Linked DNA regions of Mus musculus: region 2 is linked to region 1. The links are chromatin contacts, called in public HiChIP or PLAC-seq maps. All regions are on one chromosome and are shown on one strand. The core of a region is the stretch at or near the end of the contact, and the rest is flanking DNA. Distances in the headings are between cores, read along the strand shown.

Region 1 (7,540 bases), core at 4,918-7,417:
TGAGCTACGTGCCCAGCCCTAACTTGGATTTCTTATATTTGCAATACTTGGAGAAACATACATAATGAAACTTGTACATTATTAAAATATTTTATTTCTAGATAGTTTTTTTCCAAATGAAATGAAAATCCAAACCTTTTTGTGTGTATTTTATTATAAACAGGTGAAATGATGAGATCCTAGCCAGACGCCGGTGGTGTACACCTTTAATCCCAGTGCTCAGAAGGCAGAGACAGTGAAGTGAAATGAAGTGTACTGAGGTTTAAAGCGGTTTAGATGTGGTACTCATTATGGGTATTTGTGTTTGAGTTTACTTGTTTTTGAGGCAGGGTGTCTTTATGTAGCTCTCAACATTCTGAAACTCACTAATGTCTGGACTGGTTTTGAGCTCACAGAGATTCCATGTCTCTCCCTTCCTAGTGCTGTGATTAAAGGCAAGTGTCACCATGCCCAGCATAATGGATGGATGGGCACTTGTATGGGTGCACAAAAAATCAACTTTGAGTGCTGTTCCTCAGGAACCATACTTTGGTGTTTTGGTTTGTTTTTTTGAGACAGAGTTTCTCACTGACCTGGCTAGCTAAAGACTCTAAAAATTCCACACTGATGCCTACAGGAGAAAAGGTAGGTGGGTAAGACTCTTCACTGAGGCAGAGATACTTTTCTACTACTGAGGATAAGTAATGTTCAGAAGATGTAGCTTTTCAGAAGATGAGTAATGAAGTAACGTAAGAAAATGAGATTAGTGATACAGTTTACAAAGCCAAAGGGAAAGCAAGGGCAAAAATTCCACTGTTTGTACAGCAATTAGTAGACCATGTCGCCTGTAGTCTCTGAACAGTGAGTGATATATGTTACATTGAGATTAAGTTTTATTTATTTGCAATACTTGAATTTGATCAGAGAGCCTCATGCACAGTAGGCAAGTTACCACTAGGCAAAGTAAGAGGATTCAATGGAATACTGTATGTTCAGTGCAATGTCTGTCTTTGTAATCCTTCATAACCACTTATCACTGCTAGATATTAGTACTATAGAATATATCCTCTCAAATGTTTGAATGTTAAGAAATATGCAGTTCCCTTTTGGTTTTTGCTAAGTAGCCAAGTGTAGTCTTGAACTCACAATCCTCCTATCCCAGACTCCAGAGTAGTACAACTTCAGACATGTACCACTGTCCCCAGTTATTTTTTAAATGAGCTTGAAGTGTAGAAATACCTACAGCATTAAACCCAAAAGGACTATATATACAACATTTGTAAGCAAAGGGATGTCATTAAGAATGATTGGTTAGCCGGGCGTGGTGTCGCATGCCTTTAATCCTAGCACTCGGGAAGCAGAGGCAGGCGGATTTCTGAGTTGGAGGCCAGCCTGGTCTACAAAGTGAGTTCCAGGACAGCCAGGGCTATACAGAGAAACCCTGTCTCGAAAAAACCAAAAAAAAAAAAAAAAGAAGGATTGGTTAGAGATAGGTGTGTAATCCAGCAACTGAGAAGCTGAAGCAAGAGGAACTTGAGTTCAAGCTCTGGGCTATAAAGTTAGATGCTATTAGAAAGAGCCAGGTGCTGGAGAGAGAATTCAGTGGGTGAGAGGACTTGCTGTACAATCACTGGGGCCCACGTTGGTTCCTAGCATCCTTGTAAGAATTTAAAGTTACATGCACCTGTAACCCTAGAACTGTCGGAACGGGCAAGAGAACGACTGGGGCGTTCTGGGGTACCAACGTAGCTTCAGTTTTAGTGAGAGACCCTTTCTCAGGGGAGTAATGGGAAGAATGACAGGATACCTGATGTCTTTTTCTGGCCTTTAAATGTGTATGATGCACATGGCATATAAACCACAAACATACAGCACATACATAAGCTTACATATATGCAGGTAAACATACAAGACATACATAAGCTTACATATATGCAGGTAAAAAGTAGGGGGAGGGGAGATGGGCGTGAGGAATGAACTGGTGTGTTGAGAATTTGGACAATGTTACCATGTCTACCTCAAGTTGTTAGGATGAATGAGATATAGGAAATGAAGTATAGAATTGGCCTGGATAAACAGTAGCAATCCCCCCCCCCCAGGGTTCAGTTTCCTTACTTCTCAAGTAACAAGTCATTGTGCATAGTGGCTACATAATATTTATCATCAGAAGAAATAGGTTACTATCCTAATTCCATTTCCCTTACAACTTGAGCTACGTGTGTGGTTCAATCTCTCTGATCCTGAATAACCTTATCTGTATAATACATTCCAGCAGGCTAGATGTAACCTGTGGCCGCTGGCAGCTACAGTTACTATTGTTTTGTGATCAGTTGCCTACTTGATATATAGCATATTCTTAATTAAAAGTCTAAAAATATGTTTTGATATTACTTTTCCTTTTGTTTGTTTTAGGTTTTGAAGAGATGAACAGAATAATAGATCATTTTTACTTATTTATTTTAAAGATTTATTTATTTTATATATGTGAGTATATACCAGAAGAGGACATCAGATCCCATTACAGATGGTTAGGAGCTACCATGTGGTTGCTGGAAATTGAACTCAGGACCTCTGGAAGAGGAGGTCATTGCTCTTAACTACTGAGCCATTTATTCTTCTTAACTAAAGAAGATACAAAAGTTCCCCTGAGTGCTTGGGTCAGAAATCCAGCTCTAAAGCCTGGAGGTGGGGGAGAGGGATTACATAGTTTGGAGAAATTTAAAGACTAAATTTGAGATCTTTTTAGTGCTGGGGTTATAGCTCAGTTGGTAAAATGTTTTTTTTTTTTTTTTTTTTTTTTTTAACATACATGAAGCCCTGAGTTTGAGCCTACCATAGTAAGTTTGGGGCCCTTGGAATATATGAACCTCTGGGAGAGATGGGGGCAAGTAGAGACACAGGGAGAGTGGGTGGGAGAGGAGGACACTTGGAAGAGTGGCAAGTACTTTTTCCTCTTCAGTACTTTATATGTGTGTATGTATGTATGTGTGTGTGTGTGTGTGTGTGTATATATATATATATATATATATATATATATATATATAGTTTTTAAGTGTAATCTAGGATGTTTGTGTATTTCCCTATTATGACTTTTTTTTTAAAGATTTATTTATTGTTATATGTAAGTACACTGTAGCTGCCTTCAGACACACCAGAAGAGGGCATCAGATCCCATTACAGGTGGTTGTGAGCCACCATGTGGTTGCTGGGATTTGAACTCAGGACCTTAGGAAGAGCAGTCAGTGCTCTCAACCGCTGAGCCATCTCTCCAGCCCCTATTATGACTTTTTAAAAAGCTATCTGGTTTGTATCTTAGTTTTTGGTTTGGACTTTACAAAACTTAAATAAGGGCTAGAGAGAGAGCTCAGTGAATGAGCACAAGTAAATCCTAAAAAGATCAGGTGTCAGTGGTTGGCTAGAGGCTGCTAGCAAAGAGAGGTTAAGTACAAAGGAGTATGGGTAAATTGGTTTTGTGGATAACAGAAATAGAACCAGTGGTCTCATGAATAAGGATATAGCAAATTATTTTATTCAAGGCCAAGTAAAAATATAGAGTTCATATGCTACAGGGGAGCTGCTGGCTCCAGTGAGCCATGGTTACTATTTGGGGCTTTCTTTTGCAGGCCCAAGAAAAAAAGGAGTTCTTTTCTAGGCATGGTACGCAGGTGGCTTTTTGTTTTGATTCATAGGCTGATGTTATGTTTTTGTTCACTGCACATGTCCTTTCTTACATTGCATCTTGTTTTAATTATATGCATGCCCCATCATGACTAGGCATAGGGTAGTTAATAGGTGAGTTTCCCATGCAAGTTCACTCACAGGATAGTTTGGCATAGTTTAGACTAGATTGTCCCAATGCCCTTAGTTTGGTTACATGTTTGGCCACAAAAGGGGAGTTTCTAAGGGTTTCTCAGGAACTAAGCTTAATGCAGGTGAGGGTCTCAGGTTGCAAGGTACATTATTGAAAAAGCTGTGTATGTATATATAGCTCAAGCTAAGTGGGGACCTAGGTTGTCAGGCTATGTCTATGCTCACCAGCCTTAGAAACAGTTATATGGCAGAATATATGTTATTAAATTGTACACTTAAAATTGGCAAATCAGTGCATGAAGTTATATCTCAGTAAAGTGATTTTTTTTTAAAGTACAAGTAAAGCTCTTTTTTTTTTTTTGACCCTTTCAATATGGGTTTCTCCATTCCCTGCAAAGTTTTCCTTCCTTCATAGTTAATCAGGTAACTGCTAATGACTACTGAATACTATTTTAAATTCCTGTGCTGTGTCCACATGCTTGCATACAATATACACAGATATACAAATATACAAATATACACAGTGATAAACTGTATTATTGCTGGGTTCTCATAGAGTTCAGGCTTTGATAACCTTGTCTTCCTGATCCTCCACTTTCTATCTGACAAGAGCTGGGATTACAAATGTGCCTTATCACAGATGGCAGAAACGTGTGTTTTGTTTTAGAGTCAGTCTCATGTACTTGAGGCTGGCCCCTGCAGCCTGTACTCTGCAGTGGAGCATATCCTTGGTCTTCTCATCATCCTGTCACCACCTCCCATCTGTGGGGAATGAATAAACTCAAAGCTTTTATGACAAGACTTTCATTAACTGAGCTATATCCCTAAAAATCTATTTTCATATCACCTTACTGTATTTACTATTTGTCCTCCATTCCACTAAAGCTACTTTGGAGATATTTTTATTAGGATACTGTGTATAGTTCTGATTTATTTTAATTCCTCATATTATCCTAGAGTGTGGATATACCATAGTTTATAGGTCATATCCCTGTCATTATTTGCAGTATGCCAAGTTCTCTGTTTCCTTAATGCTTTCAGACAAGAGGAACGGTGGGCTCTTGCCAATAACATTAAATAGGAAGCCTTATTTCTGAACAGAAGACATCACACATTGAACCTAAGAAATAGAGAACTGCTCAAACAAAAAGTACCTTCCTAGAGAAAATACTTAAGAGCTGGTGAACACTAACTAGGAAGGGTAGGATTGTGGGCGCTACTAACGGTAAACTTTAGCAATAGTTATAAGGTGACATTCTTAGATAATTTGCTTCCCCCCTACATCGTATTTTGTAACCAGTAAAACGGTAGTAAATTCTTCATTATTATTCTGGGAATAATAGGAATGAATAGGACAGACAAGGTTCCTGTTTCAGAAACGCAGTCTTTAGTTGACCTCTCAAAAAATTAGTACTCTACTGGGTGTGGTGGTACAAGCCAAGAAACCTGGCCATTCTGGAGGGTGATGTAGGAGGATCACAAATTCGAGAGCAGTTTGTCATCTCAAAAGGAAAACTGTCCACAGTGGTAGAACGCTCTTAGCAAGCTTTGAAATCCTGGGTTCCATCCTCAGTACTGGAAGCGGATGGAAAACCGTCATAGCATTCTGATGATTCTTGGCGTCATGCCTAGGAGTTTTCCACCTTTACTCTGCCAGCAGGTCTGTTTTTAATTCTCTCTGGAGAAGCTAGAATCAGATGCTGCCCTTGTGAAGGCCAGCCACGCTTTAATTACTAATACTTTCACCCAACTGCAAAAATCAGAGACCCCTTTATCCTTAGAGGGATACTTTAGATGTCTATAAGTTTTTTTCAAAAAATGAATAAAATTAAGTCTATGCGAGTAAAGACTTTCCTTTGTTGTGCGGGTTGTCTTTGGATCTCCTATCCCTGCTTGCTGTGAGCAGCGAGCTACTAAGGATATTTCACATGAAATCCGTCTCATCGCATGTCCCTACCCAGCCTGGAAATTTTTTATTAAAACAGGGTCCATCTTCGTTCCTTCATTGTGACAAACTTACTGGTTGCTTGCAAGATTTGATTACATTTGTGGGAGTGGGAAACCACCGAGGCTCCCGTGAAGAAGTCACCCAGAGGTCAGCAAGAACGTCACCACTCAGCCCACAATGCACATCTCGCCTACCCGAACCTTGGACTACTACTATTCATCCGGGCGGAAGCCACTCACCTCGAACCCCATTGGACGAGATGCAGCAAGGACTCATGGGAGCCCGCCTGTCCTTCCGTCTGCCTGTGCCAACCGTCTTCGCTGGGCTCCACGTCCGGTAGTTCGCACGTCGGCGTAGCGGGCTCAGGCCCATTGCGCGCAGGCGCGGTGGCCCGGGCGGCGCCTGCAACGCAGGGGGGTGGGGCAGCGCTGACGCGATTCTGTCCGCGTTGGAGCGGGCGGGCCGCCGCCTGAGTCTCCGCGGCCGCCGTGTGACGTGGCACAGCCGAACACTTAACGCCGCGCCGGAGCCACCGCACCAGACGCCTAGCAGGTCCCGGTCCCGCTACGTCCTGTCCCGCGGCTTCGCCGACACTCCAGCCAGCGAGACAGGTCTTCAGCGTTTTCTCCTCCGCCCACTCGGTTGTGAGCCGGAACCGTGAAGGCCCGAGGGCGCACCAGACCCCCTCCTTTTGACCGTCAAGTGCCACCACCGCTATGGGCCTCACCATCTCCTCTCTCTTCTCGCGCCTGTTCGGCAAGAAGCAGATGCGCATTTTGATGGGTGAGTGAGGGACCGGGGCCGGGGAAGGCCATGTGTCTTCGCCAGCCGGTGGCCCGGCGCCCAGCCTTCTCCGGCTGCGGTGGGGGAGGGCGATCAAGAAGCATCGTTCGGGGAACAATGGGGGCGAGGGGCGAGGGGTTTGTTTCCCACAGAGGCTGAGCCAGAGAGTTGGGCCAGATTTCCTCGCTCCTGGCTTTACGTGCCTTTCTCTTCCTGCTGTAATTGAGAGCCTGGGGAGATTGAGCGGAGATAGATGTAGGGTTAGCTCACACTGGCGGAGCTCATTCTAAAGGTGCCGTTCTCAGGGTGCAATCTTCCTTCCACCTCACTTCCCTGGCGGTGGGCAGCGGTCGAGAGTGAAGCTGGCCTATTCCAGCCTTCCTCCTCCTCCCCCTTTCTTGGTCGTGTACGCCCTGTGCACACAACCATCGGTATGTGGCCCGGGCCAGGAGCCGCCTGGGGCAGGAAGTGACCAGGCCCACTGTGGCGAAGTCACACTTGGTGCTACCCAAGATTCGGAAAAAAAGTCCGGAGACTTCTGAGCTCACTTTGCTTAACTTTGCCTTGCTCTGGATTCGACTTTCTTTTCTCGTGATTATGAAGCCTATTCTGTGAAAATGAAAGTTATCCCATGGCTGTCTTTCAGTTCTAAACCTGTTTGGTTTGCTATCTTTGCTCTTTCATACGAATCTTATCCATTTGGCCTGGATAATAATAAAATCCAAAAGCTTTTAGAGACGAAATCTTTTTTTTTTTTAAACGGATAGTTGTAAAGCACCTCAATTGAGCTACAAAAAAAAAAAAAAATCGTTTGTTTAAAAAGCTGCCTCGCTGTGACAGGTTTTATTGCCCAGCGGAGGCCTTTCGCTTGGGCATTGTAAAGTGGCCTCTCCTTAGTACAGCAGTCTACCTCACAGCTGAGTTGCAAGGACCTGAATGACGCCTTTTAAAAAGCCCCGAGAACACTGAATGTTGACGCTTGTTGAGTGTGAGGAGCAAAGGGTTATTTTGAGCACCCAC
Region 2 (7,512 bases), core at 4,650-7,149, 210 kb before region 1:
CACAGCAGGAGAAAAAGGCAGAAAAAAGGTAGACACTTTTAGTAAGGAAAAGGCATTAAAAAATCCCTTTAAGTTTGAAGCTGTATCCCTTTAAATAGAAAAGTAGAAACTTTATAAATAACATAAAAAGAAGGAAATGACTAATTGAATGTTGGGAGTTATCTTTGCTTTTATTCTTTTCCTGATTTGAGATAGGGTCATACTACGTAGCTTTGGCTGGCCTGGAACTCCCTTTGTAGGCCAGGCTGGTCTTGCACTCACAGATCTGCCTGCAAATGCTGACATTAAAGATATGCACCCCCACGCTGGGCCCTAATTGTACTTTAGTTGATCAAATTATCTTTACTAGTTGTACCATAAATACATAGAAATATGTATTTCAACTATGTTATAAGATTAAGTACTTGAGAAGAGGATGGGCTCAGAAACCTCAAGCGTAGGAATCCCTGCTAATGTCAGCGAAAGAGAAACCTGCTCAGCTGAGAAGTGCTATCATCACATGGGGAAAGCACGGGGCAAGGCCTAGACTGGGAGGCGGACCCTGGCCTTACCACAAATGAATTGTGGGATCTGAAGCAAGTCACTTAACTCTCTGAATAAACGTTTCCTGCTTTCAGATGTGTACGGGCACCACGCTACAAACAGCAAGGGGTTTCTGAGTGTCGCCGTCTGTCAAACATTCACCTCTGTGCTGGCTAGTTTTATGTCAACTCAGCACACTCTAGAATCATCTGGGAAGAAGGAAGCTCACTTGAGAAAATGTCCTTACTGACTAGCTGGTGGGCAAGCTTGTGAGGTGTTTTCTTGATTGACTGATGTGCAAACCTCCAATCTATTGTGAATGGTGTGACCCCCTTCGGCAGGTGGGGTCATATAAGAAAGCAAGCTGTGTAAGCCATGAGAAGCAAGCCAATAAGCAGCACTCTTCCATGGTCTCTGCTTCAGTTCCTGCCTCCAAGTTCCTGCCCTGACTTCCTTCAATGATGGTCTGTGACCTGATAGTTGTTCGATATAATAAACTCTTTTCTCTCCAAGTTGTTTTGGTCATGGTGTTTTATTACAGCAATAGAAACCCTGATTAATACGGTATCTGAAGCTATTCCCCAGCTGTAATTACATTATTATTTTTATAATTTGCTTGTAAAATTAATTTACATATTGGGCTGGAGAGATGGTTCAGCAGTCAAGAGCACTGGCTGCTCTTCTAGAGGTCCTCAGTTCAAATCCCAGCAACCACATGGTGGCTCACAACCATCTGTAATGGGATCTGATGCCCTGTTCTGGTGAGTCTGAAGACAGCGACAGTGTACTCATATACATAATAAATCTTTTAAAATATTCACACATGAGGACAATAACTTAATACGAATGAACCCTTTTCAGAGCCTGGGATGTATTTCAATGGTAGAGCATGTGGCTAACATGACCAAGAAACTGGGTTCAATATCCAGTATAAAAAAAAATAGTTCCTTGTTCAATTCTTTGATAACAGTTTAAAAAAAAGGCCTTTTTTGGCTTAGAGAAAAATGAGCTCCCACAAGCAGTTAAAAGAACGTAAGAGTTTCAGAGTTGGAGAGATGGCTCAGTGGTTAAGAACAGTAGCTACTCTTCCAGAGGATGTGCGTTTGATTCTCTGGATCCACAAGCATTTGTAACTCCAGTTCTAAGGAATACACTGCCTTCTGCAGGCAATGCATGCACGTGGTGTACATATAAAACATTTTTTTAAATATAAGATTTTCAAAGTAACAGAGTTATATCTTTAAGAACGGAACTTAATTAGATTCAATACTATAAATAAAGAACTACACAGCACATATCTCACTCCGATTACACAATAGGCAGACTCTTAGAGAGGAGTCTGATAGTATTAGGCCAATATACATAGGCACTGAAGGGCCTTTATACCCTGTGTAAAAGAGAATTGTAGCAAGTAAATTTAGAGTGCTCAGGCACAAATGTTCAATAAACAGAATTAATATGTGTGAATTTAGACAGGTGACTTGACTAACGATAGGTATTGATACAGTATAACTTTCTGGCACTTATTATCTTACAAGGGATTCTCCCTGCCTCAGCATCCCACACAGCTGTTCTTCAGGCAAGCAACAAATAACCAACTGAAGCCTAACAGTTTAAGTAACACGCTTCTACTCACATGGTATCTATAAATACAATTTTGAATATTTAAGCAAAATTGACATAATTTAAAGAGAACAGTACTTTAACAGTCTGCTAGATTTTAATTATTCACATCTCAAAAGTGAGAGGTGAGGAGGTTCAGAATATAGGTGGAGTAGATAATGCCTATACTCATAGTACTTGAAAGTCTGAAGCTGTAGGAGTTCAAAGCCAGCCTTGGCTACACAGCAAGTTCAAGGCCAGCTTGGGTTACACGAGACCCTATTTCAAAGTACTAACAAAATCAATCTGTTTATATGTGCTGCACCCAAGTAATCAATATGTTCACATGTGTGCATATGTATATGTATTGTGGGTCTTTATTTTAGCCTCTTTCTATTTTAAGCATTGCTTTTACTGTTTCATGTTACAAGGAAACATTTGTTTTATTCATTAATTATCATTACATATTCAAAAACGTAATGTACATAAAATCCATGGAGCAAAGTTACAGCATTAGGAAAGAACAATCAGGGGCTAGAGGGGTGCTCAGTGGTTAAGGGCATTGGCTAGTGCTCCAGAGGACCCAGGTTTGGTTCCCAACACCTTGTAAGTATCTGTAACTCTAGTTCTAGAGGTTTTGGAGTTCTATAGAGTCCAATGCCCACCACATAGAGGCTACATATGTATGGCATTCTTACTGTATGCAAGCAAAATACACATACATATAAAATAAAAATACATAAAATCTTTTAAAAAGAGAGAGAATGAAAGTGCTTTGTAAGATTTCATGGTGTTATAATGAGGGGCTTTAGAGAATAAATCAGCAGATCTTATTCTTCAGGTCTTTTCTTACTGAGTTTAGGAGGGGTGAGGGGTTGAGATAAGACTACCCAGACTACAGAGCTAAAGGACTTTGAACTCCTGGTCCTCCTGATTGCATCTCTCTCTCTCTCTCTCTCTCTCTCTCTCTCTCTCTCTCTCAATCTCTCTCTCTCTTTCTCTCTCTCTCTCTCTCACACACACACACACACACACACACAAGTGTAGGGCTACAAGGGTGTGACACCCAACATATAGATTAGTTCCTCTGTGTGTGTGTGTGGCCTGTGTATCAACTATGTATTGTATGTGTATTTGTACATGTACAGGTGTGTGCATATATTCCTGAATAAGGGAAAGCCAGAATGAACGTCAGATGTCTTCCTCTAGAGACAAGGTCTTACTGAACCCGGAGCTTTCTATTCTGACTAGTCAGGATGGAGCAAGCCAGAGGTCCAATTTCAATCTCTCAAAATCTCTCTATAATCCCCTCTGTCACACTAGGAATGGAACCCACAGCCTCAAGTCCTCCATAGCTTGTTATATTCCCAGCCTCTTCCTGTGTGACTCAGAGGCTAAAGTTATACCTCTGTGGTAAACTCTTTGTTATAGTTTTATATCAGCACTCTAACGGACGAGGTGAGAGAACAACAATTTTATATGTGCAGCACACTGGTAACAAGGTACTTCCAGTGTTGGGTCTCTGCTCTTTGTTTTCAGCAGGGGCATCCAAATGGATCTGAGTTCTAGGTTAATCCAAAAGGCGTAGGCTTATAGGATAGGGTGATAAAAGGTATGAAATTACATAATATTTATTTACTATGTTTATCTATATAACTAGTTTGGCTGAACATTTTGCTCCAAAATGATATTTAAGTATCAAATTCTAATTTACATAAAATTAAAGATAAATATTTTGAAGTTAAAAGGGCAATGCTCACATACTTGTGCAATTCTTTCTCTTGTCGCTGCAGTTCTGAAGACAACAACACGTTCTCCTTTTTTAGAGAATGGCATTCCGTTTCCAGTACATCCCACTCCTTCTTCAACTTCTCCAGCTCACCTAAAGTAGTCATAAAACATATTTGTTAATATAGAAACCAAAATCTACCTATTCAAAGGAGACAGAGTACCATTTCAGAGAACCGCCTCTGTCTCCTGAGTACTGGCTTTAAGGGTGTCCCACTACGCCTGGCTGCTTTGCTGTTTTAAGATAATGTTAATGTTTGCTTGTTTTTGGCACAGGCTCTCAGGATATAATCCAAGCATGCCTTAAATTCATAATCATCTGGTCTCTACCTCCTAGGTACTGGGATTATGGGCATATAATACTTCAATATATACTTCAATAGCATTATATAGAATTAACAGTACATGTCTGTAAAACTGAAACTTATTATAGGATCTGTAGACCTGCAGAATGTACCTACAGCCCTGGTTTATGTTGTTACCTTCTATCAAAGAGAAAAATTACTGCTGCCATGAGTTAAGAGCTAGCAGGTGTAGGCCGGGACAGTACAATGAGACTAAAGGCAACCCCCCCACACACCCCCACCCCAGCCCCACCTCCCTGAAAAGCAAGAGGTAGGAGCTTTAAGCTTAAGAACTCACTTACCTTGCAACCTTGTTGCCTCCTCCCTTTGCTGGTCTTCACACTGCTGACATCTAAGCTGGAAGCTGCTCTGCAGACTTCTGATTTCATTCTCGTATTCAGACGCTGCTTTCCTCCAGCCCTCAAGCTCCGCTCTGACCTTCTTAAGCTCTTCTTGCAAAGAAACAAAGTCAGTGTCCCGCTCAGACACAGCCTCTGCTGCTGCTTGACGAAGGAGCAAAATCTCATCTTGGGCACTAAGCAATTTATCTCTTGTGCTGGAGATTTCCGTGTCCTTTTCCTCCTGGAGATTCTCCATGTCCATGTGTAACTTCTGCAGCTGGACTGTAAAAGTGTATTTATCTATCACTTTCTTAAGTCATAGGAATTAGGAAGGAAATTACAGCACATTACAGGCTACAACCTCGCTATCACAGCTGTTTCTTATGATTAAACTGCACAAGCAATCCATGTTTGATACAGAGAATACCAGAACACAGATATAAAAGGAGAAAGCCAAAAGGCTAAAGGAAAGTTTATTTTAATATTTTGGTATTTATTCTCCCTTTATAAAATGCCTTCATACACACACCCACACATACCCCTATATACATATAATAACAAACACTGAGTAGAAAGGGATTTACATATGTATGTATATAATATATATTTTTCTATCCTCTTGCTGATGAAAATATTTTGGGGGTAGGCAGTGAGTCAGAGTTTTAGCTCAGGCAGGACTCAGATTATGTAGCCTCTTATGTGCTGGGATTACAGGCATTCACCACCACAGTTAGCATCAACTCTGCCTTTTCAACTCCAGTGTCTTACAGTGGGTTACTAGCACAATCTCCCCCTTTTGTCTGCTTTAAAGGACAACTGTCCAAGGGCCTGGTACGATAGACAGTTTCTCGGAAAGAACCAGAGCCATGACGACTGAGGCCTCTCAGCAATCTTACTTTCCATTCTTTTGCAATCGCTGAATGCAACAATAACCATAGTTATCTAAAACATTCTTGGGTGCCCCATACCTTGAAGAACCTGTATTTGTTTAGCTGATTCTTCAACTTGATTTCGATAGGCTTTTCGTTCTTCTTCCAAAAGAGCTAAAAAGCAAAAATACAGTGTACCTAATTTTGTGAGTTAGTGAAAAAGATTCATAATTGTGCAGCTAGAAATTTCTAAAATTTGTCTTTTAAAGTTTATGGAAAGACACAAGGTTAGATGATAAGTTTTATCAGTATTAGCCATTAAGATTTTAGAACACAAAACAATAGTAAGTAACAAATCTATAAAACCCAGTGCCAGAGTTTCTATAGACTGAATCACCAGCAAGCCTTTCTCACACAAGAAATAGCCAAATCATTGTTAGTTATCATTTTGAGCAATGTGATAGCACACACTTACAATCCCAAATACTGGGAAGGCTAAGACAAGGAAGCTCACAAGTTCAAGACCAGCCTAGGCTGTGTTAGAGGGTTGGGATATACCTCCATGGTAGAGTACTTACACAAAGGCCTAGGTAAAATACCTAATACCATTAAATTTAGCATATTAAGGATCGGACATCATACTGCATACGTAATCTAACCCAAGCACTGAGGTCACAGAGGCAGACAGATCTCTGTGAGTTCAAGCAAGTTGTCTATGTAGTGAGTCCCTTGCTAGCAAAGGCCATGTAGTAAGACCCTACCCATAAACAAACAAACAAACAAACAAAAGCAACAAAAACATCTACCTTCAACCTCAAAAAAACCCCAAATCTTAAAAATCATACACAAAACTAAAACAACAACAACAACAACAACAACAAAAACTCCAAACACAAAATTCTTGTGTTTACTGTCAAGCACACAGTAAATACAAAATAATGGCTGATTGCTAAAATATTTTTTCATTGTAATTAAACATTAGCCTGTATCGCGTATAATAGATTCAAGAGAAACAAATATTTCTGCAGTTCTGGGGACAAAAGCCAGGTAGGCTGGCCTTCCACTGAGCGGTAGGCACCTTAAGATAAGCTCATCCACATAGTAATGTTTTTACGAATCAGGAAAGGAAGTAGTTAGGAATTCACAGCTTCACCTTGCCATTTGAATTGTTCTACTCAGAAAGGGTATCTTATAAAACTTAGGGAGGTCATAAGAATCCATGGGCTGGATCTTGGGACTCTCCAAGATTTTAACTGCCTAAAGGCAGATACTGGAATGCTATGGAAGCATAAGCCTGGTCCCCAAGTGGACAAGATAAAAAAGACTGTTTGTTTTTCTTTTGAGGGCATCTAACTACCCAGGCTGGCCTCAAACTTACACTCTTATTCCCTCTGCTTGGCTTAGAAGATTCCATATCCTCAACCTTGTCTGAAACCTTCCTGTTAAATAACCACCCCTCAAATGTGAGCACCAACTCTAGGAATAACTCAATTTTCAGGGTTCCCTCCCCAACAAGGCTTGTGTTACACTGGTTGTTGGAGCATCTAACATCCAAACACAGGCCTCTGGGCTCTGAGCTCTGTGCTGTCACATCACACTGCTGCCTCCACAGGACCCCAGGGAGCTGCAGGGATCTTCATCTCACCTTGAAGTTCAAAGCATTTTTGTTTACTTGTTCTAGCTAGCTCCTGGGCTTCCACCAATTCTTTGCGAAGATGCTGAATGTCTTGTTTGGCCTCAGTTTCTGACTGGGTACCCTGTAAGTCATCTGACAAAAACATGTTTATTTTAAAAGCAAGTGTTAGTACTGAACTATAATCTCTATAACTAAAGTCTGGCACTCTTTTTCACGTTTAGACATACATAGCTTGTAATATAGCACAATTGAGTTAAATAAAACTTAGAAGCAAATTAGGGTAAGCACATTAGTTATTTTTACCTTGAACAACAAGAGTTAACACAGATACTAGTACTACTATAAAATATAGACAATAACATACATATTAATGTACAGCTCCTGTAAACTTGAAATTCAGTAAGACAGGC

What was found. HiChIP or PLAC-seq counts read pairs in DNA pulled down with a chosen protein or histone mark.
Region 2: a contact with region 1 is called in an H3K27ac HiChIP or PLAC-seq map of extraembryonic endoderm stem cells. The contact joins the enhancer-like site here to the promoter of Arf4 in region 1. A contact is called at or near these places in 2 of 39 promoter capture datasets (cranial neural crest and neural stem cells), 4 of 115 datasets of contacts at active chromatin or transcription factors (the SCID.adh cell line, extraembryonic endoderm stem cells, microglia and 1 more) and 2 of 9 other capture datasets (adipose tissue and liver).

Annotation. Positions count from the first base shown.
Region 1 is chr14:26,631,967-26,639,506 of GRCm38.p6, forward strand. Arf4 (ADP-ribosylation factor 4) reads left to right here and starts at 6,168. Exons shown (of 6, transcript NM_007479.4): 1 at 6,168-6,520. The coding sequence starts at 6,454. It overlaps Dennd6a (DENN/MADD domain containing 6A), which reads left to right. Exons shown (of 20, transcript NM_001134465.2): 20 at 1-2,356.
Region 2 is chr14:26,422,677-26,430,188 of GRCm38.p6, forward strand. Slmap (sarcolemma associated protein) reads right to left here. Exons shown (of 23, transcript NM_001310445.1): 17 at 7,112-7,234; 18 at 5,566-5,640; 19 at 4,559-4,879; 20 at 3,889-4,006. Among named protein-coding and RNA genes, the nearest start is that of Gm34223, 22 kb to the left of the region's middle. Within about 2 kb of position 5,900, at least 2 of the 459 cell types and tissues checked have an H3K27ac peak or open chromatin away from gene starts, as enhancers often do. A contact at or near this core is called in extraembryonic endoderm stem cells, where this site is marked.